3 separate regions of the Zea mays genome follow, and regions 2 and 3 are each linked to region 1. Evidence: chromatin contacts called from public Hi-C data. All regions are on one chromosome and are shown on one strand. The core of a region is the stretch at or near the end of the contact, and the rest is flanking DNA. Distances in the headings are between cores, read along the strand shown. Region 1 holds the start of LOC103628975 (NAC domain-containing protein 43). Region 2 holds the start of LOC103630843 (expansin-A6). Region 3 holds the start of LOC100283708 (CID11).

Region 1 (3,687 bases), core at 676-3,175:
CTGTTTTAGTCTTACTGTTTAGCAATTTAGTAACTAAATGTGACTAAAATGGATGGACTAATTTTTAGTCGTATGCCTTGGAGAGGATTATATTTTGCATGCACGCATGCGGTCTTTGCCCTTCTCCTTCTGGATGGCTACCTAGATAGCCGTGACATGACGGTTCCTGGGTCTGGGTCGCATCGCATGCATCACCCTAGCTAGCTACTAGTATAGCTAGTACAAAGTGCTTGCATGCAAGTAGCTAGCAGCTAGCTAGTAGGCCGCCGGGAGTATCTGTATATATAGCAAGTAAGGCCCCGTTTCAATCTCACGGGATAAACTTTAGCTTCATGCTAAACTTTAGCTATATGAATTGAAGTGCTAAAGTTTAGTTTCAATTACCACCATTAGCTCTCCTGTTTAGATTACAAATGGCTAAAAGTAGCTAAAAAAAGCTGCTAAAGTTTATCTCGCGAGATTGAAACAGGGCCTAAGTATGGATGGAATGGAACGGATACGACAAAGCTAGCTCGCTGTTGATGAGCGCTGGATCGGAGCTAAGCTAACGCTCTGGTTGGATATACTTACTTGTTGGATGTATTCGCCGAAATGGGAAACCTGCCAAGTGCTTGGATTGTGCAGGCACGGTGGCACGTGCAGTGGGCATCTTACTGTATTGGATCATGTTAGATGCATGCATGCCTGCCATGTTGCGAGCTGATTGTTCACAGGCATTCGACGGCGAACACCTAGAATTCAGTCATACACCATATGAACTTCGACAAAATGACACCAGCGGCCACGGTAGCAAGCTAGCAAAGCAACATAGGAACCAATTATATATATTTGACGAGTTCTAATGGCGGATGATGTCGATTTTGTGATCCAAATTCTGAAGAAGACGGCTAAATTGACGAGCGAAGCGGAGGCTCCCCCGTCTTCGGGAGGCTTATCTTTTTTTTCCTAATAAGATTTTATTATATTATTACTTTGTGTGTGCATGCATGTGCACTGTATATATATGTCATTTGTACTTTGATGCGAGTGACACCAACAGCTGGTCCATCCATATGGGAGAAGAAGAAGAAGCTAGTGCCACACATATGCATTGATCAGCTCTGTACCAGGCTAGCTAGCTGCTTCTTATGTATGCAGGCAGATAGTAGCCAGGGGTAGTAATTATAATTATTATATGAAGCAGCCAGAGAAGAGGACACAAATAAAATAATAGAGACGAGATGGGATGGATATATATATATATATATATATATATAAAGAACACGAATATTAGACCACCATCCTCAAAAGATTCCAAGGCTAGGCGTGTCAATATCTATAGTTAAGTTGTGTGTGTGTGTATATATATAAATTCTACTAATTCCTTATATATACACAGACATATGTATATGATACTATGTACGTAGGTACGTGTATATATATGGGTACGTCCGTACGAGAGCAATATAACGCATGGAGCAAGAGAAATGGAAAACCGTTGGCTTTGTCCTCTCCCTTTCTCTCTCTTAATTTCTACTGCTCGTAGTACGTACTAGCAAGGATGCAGTGCAGCACCTTTCCTCTGTCTCTCTCTCTCTCTCTCTCTCTCTCTCCTGCGTCTCTCTCAGGAGTGGGTGGCAAAACTAACCCCCACTGCTACTAGCAGCTAGGAGCTCTGCAGCAGGGCTAGCTAGCCTGCAGTGCACTGACCGACGACTCTTATCTACTAGAAGATGTGGTCGTACCAGTATTGTATTGTGTAGAGAGAGAGAGAAAGAGCTAGCAGCCAGCAGCAGCAGCAGATACGTACAGGTACAACAAGCAGAGCTATCTAGGTAGGTAGCAACAGAGAGAGAGAGAGAGTGAAGCAGGCAGAGGCAGCAGCATGGAAATGGAATGGTGGCCATATGATTCATGGATGATGGGTGCATGGTGGACGCGATCGAATCGAACGCGATCCCCTCCCCCCTCACCCCCTAATTTCACTCGGATCCATGCCTGTGTGTGCTAGCTGCCGTCGTCGGCCTTGCCTCGCAAAAGTACCCCCAACCCCCCACTATATATAAGTGCAGCGCCTTTCCTCCCCTGCCACCACCAGCTTCCCTCCTAGCTCTTCTCTTTCCTCATCATCGTCTTCCTCCCCTCACATCCTCTGGCCTCTGGTCCTCCACCGTCCTGCTAGCCAGAGCTGCTCTTGTACGCGCAGCTGGCCTCTGTGCATATCACCAGCACACCGCGCAGGGGAAGGAAATTAACAAGAGAAAAGGCAAGGAGAGCAGGCAGGCAAGGAAGCTGCAGAAGCCAAGGAAGGAGAAGGAGGATCATCAATGAGCATCTCGGTGAACGGGCAGTCGTGCGTGCCGCCGGGGTTCCGCTTCCACCCCACGGAGGAGGAGCTGCTCAACTACTACCTCCGCAAGAAGGTGGCCTCCCAGGAGATCGACCTCGACGTCATCCGCGACGTCGACCTCAACAAGCTCGAGCCATGGGACATCCAAGGTACGTACGTACGCACGGCCGGTCCGGTCCGATCCGGTACCACTGCCTTCTTCAACTTCAAGTTCAAGCACGCGCGCGCGCAGTAGCAGAGCAGCTCGTGGTCGTGGATCAGATCGGATCGGAGCTGGTGCACGACCATGAGAGCACGGACATGAACATGAACAGACCTTGTTGTGAATGCAACTGCCTTAGCTAGCTACCAAGCAAGTACTCTCGTTCGTACAGCAGCATGTATAGCTTATGTTCGTTGATCGACAAAACTAGCTAGCAAACAATCAAACGCGATCGAATTCATCGCGCGCTAACTACTGGCTAACAACTGCTACTACTACTAAAGCCGCTAGCTCCATTCCATGCATGGAAATCGCGCGCAGAGAAATGCAAGATCGGGTCGGGTCCCCAGAACGACTGGTACTTCTTCAGCCACAAGGACAAGAAGTACCCGACGGGGACGCGCACCAACCGCGCCACGGCCGCCGGGTTCTGGAAGGCCACCGGCCGCGACAAGGCCATCTACAACGCCGTCAAGCGCATCGGCATGCGCAAGACGCTCGTCTTCTACAAGGGCCGCGCGCCGCACGGCCAGAAGTCCGACTGGATCATGCACGAGTACCGCCTCGACGACCCCGCTGCTGCTGCTGCTGCTGGATCCGGTGATGCCGTGGCCAACGACGACGCAGCCGCCACGGTAAGCAAAGCAACGACCCTGATCGCCGTTAATCTCTTCTCTGCACCACCAGTTCACGTACGCCACCATTAATAATTGCCTGCCGTAAGATAAGAAACAATTATATGGCGGTGGTGGTGCAATCATGCGAGTACGGCGACCCGCCTTGATTTGATCCAGCTCCAGGCTCAAGGCTCCGGCCGTATTTTTTTCCGCTCTCTTGTTTTGATTGATTGATGAGGAGGAGAGAGAGAGCAGTAGGCGCTAGCTACTAGCTAGCTAGGGGAAGGAGGGAGGGACGGACGTAGTAATAATTATTAAACTTTGCCATGTGCCTCATGTGCCCCAAAAGGTAGCAATAATTAACACTGCTGCACTGTTTTTTTTTAATCTGCTTCTTGTCGACTTGTCGTCGGCGGCGATGTCGCGGTGGACAGGCTGCTGCTGCTGCCGCCGCGTCGTCGGACGGCGGGCAGGAGGACGGCTGGGTGGTGTGCAGGGTGTTCAAGAAGAAGCACCACCACAAGGAGTCAGGTGGGGGC
Region 2 (3,687 bases), core at 780-3,279, 150 kb before region 1:
TCGAGGGGTAACCCCGGGTGCGCGGTCGGGTCCCAAACACCGACAAAGCCCGACCCATATATTTGATCACATAAAATCAAAATATTACAACCACATAAAGTTCATAGCTTAATAAATTAAAGATGTTAAATAATCTTAGCTTTATTTCACCATATAAACTCTAAATATCACATCAATGTAAAGTCCGTAGCTTACTAATTTAAAGTAATTAAACAACTTGGTTTTCATTGGGCCGTCCCGGCCCATCTGTACGGGCCGTGCCGGGGGCTTGACGGGCTAGAATTGAGGCCCGGCCCATATTGTTTTGTGTGGGACCGTGATTTGGACTTCTGTTTTCGTGTCGTGTACGTGCTGGCCCAAAAAGCTTGGTCCATATTCCTAGCACTACCTGGGAGGTCAGGGAAAGGAAGTATTTTAATTGGTGTTCCGAAAATATGAGGGCGTAGGAGATGTAGACGCGTGTTAGCTAACCGATCCGATGGTCGTCAGCTCATCATCATCACTGCTTCTGTTCGTTTTTGGGTTTGGGTCAACCTGTGCACGCATTGCATGTATATTGTTCGGTCCTTTTTTTTGTACATCGTTCTTTTTTTATGATTGCACGGAGAAGATGGAGCGATGGAGTAGCCATGGAGTAGTAGTCGGAATAATTGGACGGTTGATGATTGCACGCAACTACATACGTACTACACCGAGCAAGAAAGCCTATCTCTGCTGCTCATCATCCATCGATCGAGATCACAGGTCGGTCACACGCTTGCGTATCAATTTGGCGAATAATCGGGCCGTCATTTACGCCGCTCGATCGTCGGACAGATCCTTTCGCGATTTGTCAGCGCCTGTGAGCTCTGAACGTACCGAAACAACAACAATGGCAATGGCATGCATGGTCGAAGGAACTCAGCAGTTAGCAACGGCATGCATGGAGACATGGAGTTATGGGGCAGTAGCTGTAGCGCGCGGCGCGTACGTGTGCGACCTCCATGCATAACCTGGGATGCTGTGTATTCTTCCCGGCCGGCCGGTTCTGCCAGAAACGAATCAGAACTGGCCCTTGCCCTCGAAGCTCTGGCCGAAGGCCCAGCCGGGAGGGACGGCGCCATCGATTACGAGGGCGCGGCCGTCGCCGGCGACGACGCGGAACGACAGGCCCTGGCCGACGCTCCAGCTGCCGTCCCCGGTCGTCCACACCTGGCCCCAGCTGCGGGCCATGTCGGCCCAGTAGTACTGCCCCTGCCGCGCGCCGCCGCTGTCGTCGTCGTCCCGGCGGGCGGCGACGGCCCTGACTTCCCCGGCCCCCGCGACGTTGAACACCAGCACGGCCACCCACCACCGGTTGCCCCGCATCTCGAACCGCACGCCGCCGCGCCGGCCGCCGCACGCCACGCGGCGGTACCGCACGGGCACGATGCCCACGCGGAAGTCGGTGACCAGGCGCAGGAACATGGGCTTGGACAGGTCGAAGTGCCGCTGCGGCGGGTTGCACCAGTTCCCGCTCGGCTTGGAGTAGTTGGCGGGGCACAGGTTGGTCGCCGTCACCGTCACCGCCGATCCCGAAGCGCAGTACGCGCTGCCCTGGCAACGCACCTCGTAGCAGCCGCCGCAGGACCAGCCCTCGTTGAAGAGCGCCACGCTCAGCGCCGTCGTCTCCAGCCCGTACCCCTGCTGGAACAGGTCGCCGTAGCCGCACGCGCCCTCTGCATGCGTGCATGCATGCATGCAATATGCCAGCTGGACGTGATGAGATGAGGCGTGACCAGCAACAGAGATGGGAAGAGAGATTGCATATTTGTATAAATGCAGCAGATGGAGCCTTACGCATGGTCTCTGCTCCGGTTTCGTCGCCGTAGAACGTGGCGTGCGCGTCCTGCCACTGCTGCCAGTCGTCGCCGCCCGACGACAGCGCCGGAAGAAGCAGCAGCAGCAGCAGCGCCGCCACCGCCGCCGCAAAGCTAGACGGCGGCGGCGACGACGACGACGACGCACTAGTGTCCATGTGAGCCACTGACGTAACAAGCTAGTTTATTAGGTTCTGGACTGGTGGGTGTGTAGCGTGCAGCCGCGCGTGTGCTATATATGCATGGTTGGGATTGGGATTACCAGAGCGACGAGGCAGCAGCTATCTATGTATCTTTAGAGAGAGATAGAGAGAGAGGGAGAGAGCATGCGAGCTGCAGCCAATGGCGGTCGTCCTTTTACTAGGAAAAAAAATTGGACTCTGTGTTAACGACGAAATATACTGCAATTAATAAGTAGCAAGATTTTCGAATTCGCTAATTGCCAAACCGGCCGGGGGAAGATTTGGCATTAATGGCTGTCTATAATTAAATTTCAGTTTGGAAAGTATTTGTTGCTGGAGATTTCTATGGGCAACAGTATATTATTCTTCAATAATGGTGCCTATACGCATATGCAGGTCATAAAAAGTTTACGGATGTAAAAAGTTTCATAGTGTTATAGACGTTATGCTATTTCTTTGTTTATTTTATACAAACCAGGGATTGAAGGCTTTAAGAGACATACTTTAAAAGTTTACGGATCCGGATAACGCAACCCGACGAGTTTAATAATGTCCCGTATGTGCATGGTCAGATATATACAACACAGTTGTTATTCTATTTTGTAGTTGCAGATATTTGTAATTTTAGAAAAAAAATGTGTCTCATACTTTATGAGTATTGTTTTTTTGTAATAACATATATTATTCTGATGAGAACTAACGTGGTGCCTATGGTTAGCAGTGGTAAGATACATGGAAGTCAAGCACCAGACCAGACGTGTTCCGACGCCACTGTCTCATGCTAAAAAAAACAAAAGAAACCGAAACGATAAACAGAAGCAAGAGGCCCAGTACGATAAAGTATGGCCCTCGAAGCGAAGCCGAAGCCACTTTTACATCCACTGTCATAAGAATCGGATAGCCCAAGCACAAGAGAATAAAATGTTATGGGCCGAAGAGTAACAGCTAGATGGGCCAATTCATAAATGGAAGCCCAGTGAGGCAGATAAACCCTGGGAAGGCGGGAAACCCAACAAATCATCTGACGAACTAAAACCAGCGAAACAAACACGGACACGGTTGCTTCTGCAGCTGTGCAACTCATACGCATAGTAAAAACAATCCCCAATAAAAACACCATTTCAGTGAATCATGAAAATTGAATTTCTACATGTCACACCCGGGCTTTAACGAACAAAGCCGGGTGCATCTCATACATGCGTCAAGAAGACAAAACATATATAATAACAGAGTGTATAGAGATAAATGTCACAATAACATCAGCGTATTTATTACATAGCGGAAGTCTTATTACAAAATAAAAGATAAAATCTAAAACGAACTAAGGATCATCCTTCGCGCAAGTCAACTGGGAATCACCACCTAGATCAGATCAAACTCCTCGCTTTGTGGCTCCTCCTGAACCACCTGTTCTTCTCCTGTGGGGGTGTGAGACAGCAAGTGTGAGCTCACATATGATCATAGCTCAACAAGTTGTGGGGAACTAGTGGCATGAACTCACCTAAGGTGGGAGTTCGTGTGATGTGTAAGGCTAATCAATAACAGGGGTTAAAGCTGAACATTGCTTTTAAGTAGTTGGTCAAAATTTTATTAGCAGTTACTAAATGTAAGTAAATGCCAAACCTTAATAAAAGTAATAGAACAAAATTAATATATAATCTCATACA
Region 3 (3,687 bases), core at 655-3,154, 150 kb after region 1:
GGTCACACTTCCTAGTAAGGAACCCTTGCTCCGTAGGTGATCAGACAGTCCATAAACATCTTTGATGAAACCAGCAACATGATATTATAGATCCTACCCCAACATAAGATGCCATGACACAAAACACACGAACAAAAGGAGAGATGCCACACTGCAGCGGACAGAAGCACATGGCAGGTGAACCCAAGAAAGATGAACCACATCACCAGAGAAGAACAATACTAAAGGCTCGCTGCAGCACAGGCAGCCAAGCACACAAAAGGCAAAACAGAACAGAGCACACAGCTTTCCAGATTCCGCACGGAACAAATAGCCAAGCAGCAGCAAGATAAACTAGCACAAAGTGGCATCAAAATCTACCAAAGCAGCGGCCAAAAAGGATGGCTCATACTCGGGGGGCGGCAACGCCCATGCCTCTAGTACTGCCTACTGCGTGCGTGGTGGCGTATGCCACACCCCAACCTGTGCTCCCCGAGCCATCACGCTCATGACAAAACATCATCCGCTCTCGTGATCTCATCCTGTTGCCCAGGAGCACGCACGGACAGAACCCGGAATTAATCGTCACGGCTAGTGCGACGAGAAAGAAAATAACAAATTGGCATCAGAGATCGGTCAATCGATCGGTATCGGTAGGTAGGCTGCTAGCGGGAGAGGGAAAATTCCCAACTGGCTCGACTAGACTAGACACGACACGACACGGGGGGGGAGGAGGAAATGGATCGGGGACCTGGTGATCGATGTCGGAGACGTAGACGGTGCGGCGGATGATCTCGTCGCGCTGCGCCATGCTGGTGCGGCTGTTGGTCCGCCTCCTGGCGGGGTGACCGTGGCCGCTGAACCCTCCTCCGGCTCCGCCCTTCTTCTGCAGCGGAGCGGATCATCAGCTGGGAGACATCGGAAACGGAACCGACGCGAGCAGGACCGCAGGGGGGAGGGGGGCAGGCCAAAATCTGAAGGAGCGTCCGTACCCTGCCTCGTGCGGCGTGGGCGTCCGCGACGGCCGGGAAGCCGACGACGCCGCCGTGGCCCGGCGAGGCGACCGCGAAGCCGGCGCCGGCCGGGTAGAAGCCGTAGGCGGCGGGGGAGAGCGGCGCGGGCGTGAGGGCGGCGGGGGAGGCGAGGGACGGCGGGACGAACTCCTCGGCCATGGGGTTGAGCTTGGAGAGCAGGTCCTCCAGATCCCGCATCTCGCGCTCCCCGGCGTCGGCGCCAGCGCCCGCGCCCGCGCCCGGTGCCTCCTCCTGGAGCGGCGGCGCGGCGTGGTCGGCGGCGGCGGCCTCGACGACGGCCATCGGAGTCGGCCGGCCCGGGAGGAGGAGGAGAGTGGAGCGGGGCGGAGGTGAGGGGTCGGAGGGTTCTGGAAGGCCTTCTGTGGCGGGGTCGGACGCGACGAGGCGGGCGAATATATTGAGGCAGGAAGCAGCGGAGGTGGATCGGCGCAGGGGTGGCCGCAGCAGACCAGCCGGGAGTGGGGAAGGGGATGCTGCAGACTGCAGGGGTGGGTGGTGGGTCGTCGCGGGGATGGATGATGATGGTACCTACGCCGCTACGCGCGCATCGGCGGGTTGGTGGCGCGCCTGCGACAGCAGCAGCGGCAGAGCAGTCAGCAGAGCGGGGGGGCAGAGCCGACCGGAGCAGAGCTGCAGCAGGGGCCAGCCGGCAAGGGGAGGGGGGAGATGCGCGCCTGCGCTGCGCTGCGCTGCGCCTCTCTCTCCTCTTCTTCGGTCTCTCTCCCAGACAGGAAGAGCAGGCTCGCCCACCCTCCCGTTTGCCTTTTTTGGGCGCTGCCCCCTCCGGTACGGTGGCGATGCACTGGTGCCTGCTGCTTTTTTTTTCTTTCTCTCTCTCTCTCTCTCTCTCTCTCCCAGTCCCGTGGTGCGCCTGTTCCCTTCTGCTGCTTCGCCGGCCGCCCCCGGCGCCCTGCTGGCTCTTTAGCCAAAAGCCCCTCTCCTCCATGTCGCACAACGCCTTCCGAAAAAAAAAAAAAGTGGTGCGGTGTGGTGTATCAGAAAACGCAGCGCAGCGGGGCGTCCGTTGCGAAAACGAGATACCACAAGGGTCTTTGCACGAAATAAAAAGACGACGAGGAAGGTTGTTGCGTTCTGCTTCGGCCAAGTCTAGTAGTCTGACGGGCTCCATTCCTTTCTATCCATCGGCACAGTTTGTTGGCTGGTTGGCCTGGCCTGGCCCGCACGCCTTCATCCCGGCGGCCCAAAAGCCAGATGACGCTCTCCCGCGTCGTGTTCCCCGGACCCAAAGGATCGCCGAGGCAGTGGCAGGTTTCTGCTTTCGGTTGCTGCGCTGAACCCTGCCTACGAATACAGAAGAGCAAGTAGTAGTGCTGAAATAGCAGAAAGAACGGCTTTATCTTCGTACATCTATATGCCTGGCAGCTAAATGTAAACGTAATGGCCTTCCTCTGAGGATCAATCATGGAATATATTGTCAATCCAACAAAGGTTATAGGCTTATAGCTTGGTAGGTCCCATCGGTGGTTCAAATCCAAGATCGCATACAGAAGTCACGAAGGAGGTGTTTGGTTCTCCTCGCTCAAGTTTAGCTTATGTCACATTCCATGTTTACTGTCATTCTGTGTATTGGAAGATGATGGTTGTCTCACATAGTCTCTGAAAGAGGTCAACCAAACTTTGGTATGAGCTCAGGACGGACACAAGCGATGGGTTATGGCCACACCTCAGCTTTATAACCTCTTATACCTAAATTAAAATAAACAGGAACTAAATCTAACGAAAAGCATGTTTTGATCTAACTTTTTCTCCACACTCCACTGCTCAGTTCACTCCCACTTGACTCGTTTGATTCCATCCACTAGCACTAGCTCACTCGCGGCTTACTCACTCCTTCAATCATCGAGTGGTCGTTTAGTGAGTGACCTAACCCGCCCACTGCAAGCACCACCTTGTCTCCTTGTCAACTCGTCGTCTTATCAGGGTCCCACACGTAGCACTACTACTTTGCTTCCTAGTATGTGCCTGCGGGCAGTTATGCTGTCGATGGAATCCTTCCTTAGCAATGTCAATGTGGCATTGAGAGCACCTAGAGGAGGGTGAATAGGTGATCCTGTAAAAATCAAAAACTAATAGCTACAAAACTTGATTATGAAAGTTAGAACGGTTAAGTAGCTTGAAGTTAGTTCTTGTGAACACAGATAATCAAATAGAAAGCACACAAGAGACACGTGATTTTTATCCCGTGGTTCGGCCAAGTAGTACTTGCCTACTTTCACGTTGTGGCGTTCCAATGGATGAGAGTTGCACTCAACCCCTTTCAAGTGATTCAATGATCAACTTGAATACCACCGCTTTTCTTTTTTATCTCTTTTTCCCGTTTGCGAGGAATCTCCACAAGTTGGAGTCTCTCGCCCTTACAACAAAGATCTCAATGAAAGCACAAGAGTAAGGTTGGGAGCAACACACATAAAGCCGCAGCACACACACGCACACAAGCTAAGACTTGAGCTCAAAATGAAGCACAAAGAGTTCACAACTAGAACGGAGCTCAAATCACTAACATAATCGATCAAGTGCGCAGAGATGGAGTGTGGGAGACTTAGAATGCTTAGTGAATGCTTGGGTGTCTCCTCCATGCGCCTAAGGGTCCCTTTTATAGCCCTAAGGCAGCTAGGAGCCGTTGGAGGCCAACAAGGAAGGCCAAAGTTGCCTT

What was found. A called contact is a pair of places that touch in the nucleus more often than the background predicts.
Region 2: a Hi-C map of ear shows a contact between it and region 1, with 2.3 times the contacts expected there. The contact joins the promoter of LOC103630843 here to the promoter of LOC103628975 in region 1. A contact is called at or near these places in 9 of 25 Hi-C or Micro-C datasets (bundle sheath, ear, leaf and 4 more) and 1 of 3 datasets of contacts at active chromatin or transcription factors (leaf).
Region 3: a contact with region 1 is called in a Hi-C map of leaf, with 3 times the contacts expected there. The contact joins the promoter of LOC100283708 here to the promoter of LOC103628975 in region 1. A contact is called at or near these places in 4 of 25 Hi-C or Micro-C datasets (ear, leaf and tassel).

What each region holds. Positions count from the first base shown.
Region 1 is chr6:9,584,249-9,587,935 of Zm-B73-REFERENCE-NAM-5.0, forward strand. LOC103628975 (NAC domain-containing protein 43) reads left to right here and starts at 1,926. Exons shown (of 3, transcript XM_008650171.1): 1 at 1,926-2,478; 2 at 2,853-3,166; 3 at 3,583-3,687. The coding sequence starts at 2,307.
Region 2 is chr6:9,429,708-9,433,394 of Zm-B73-REFERENCE-NAM-5.0, forward strand. LOC103630843 (expansin-A6) reads right to left here and starts at 2,030. Exons shown (of 2, transcript XM_008651895.3): 1 at 1,819-2,030; 2 at 650-1,697. The coding sequence starts at 1,996. The coding sequence ends at 1,042.
Region 3 is chr6:9,729,876-9,733,562 of Zm-B73-REFERENCE-NAM-5.0, forward strand. It overlaps LOC100283708 (CID11), which reads right to left and starts at 1,905. Exons shown (of 10, transcript NM_001156607.2): 1 at 972-1,905; 2 at 731-865. The coding sequence starts at 1,295.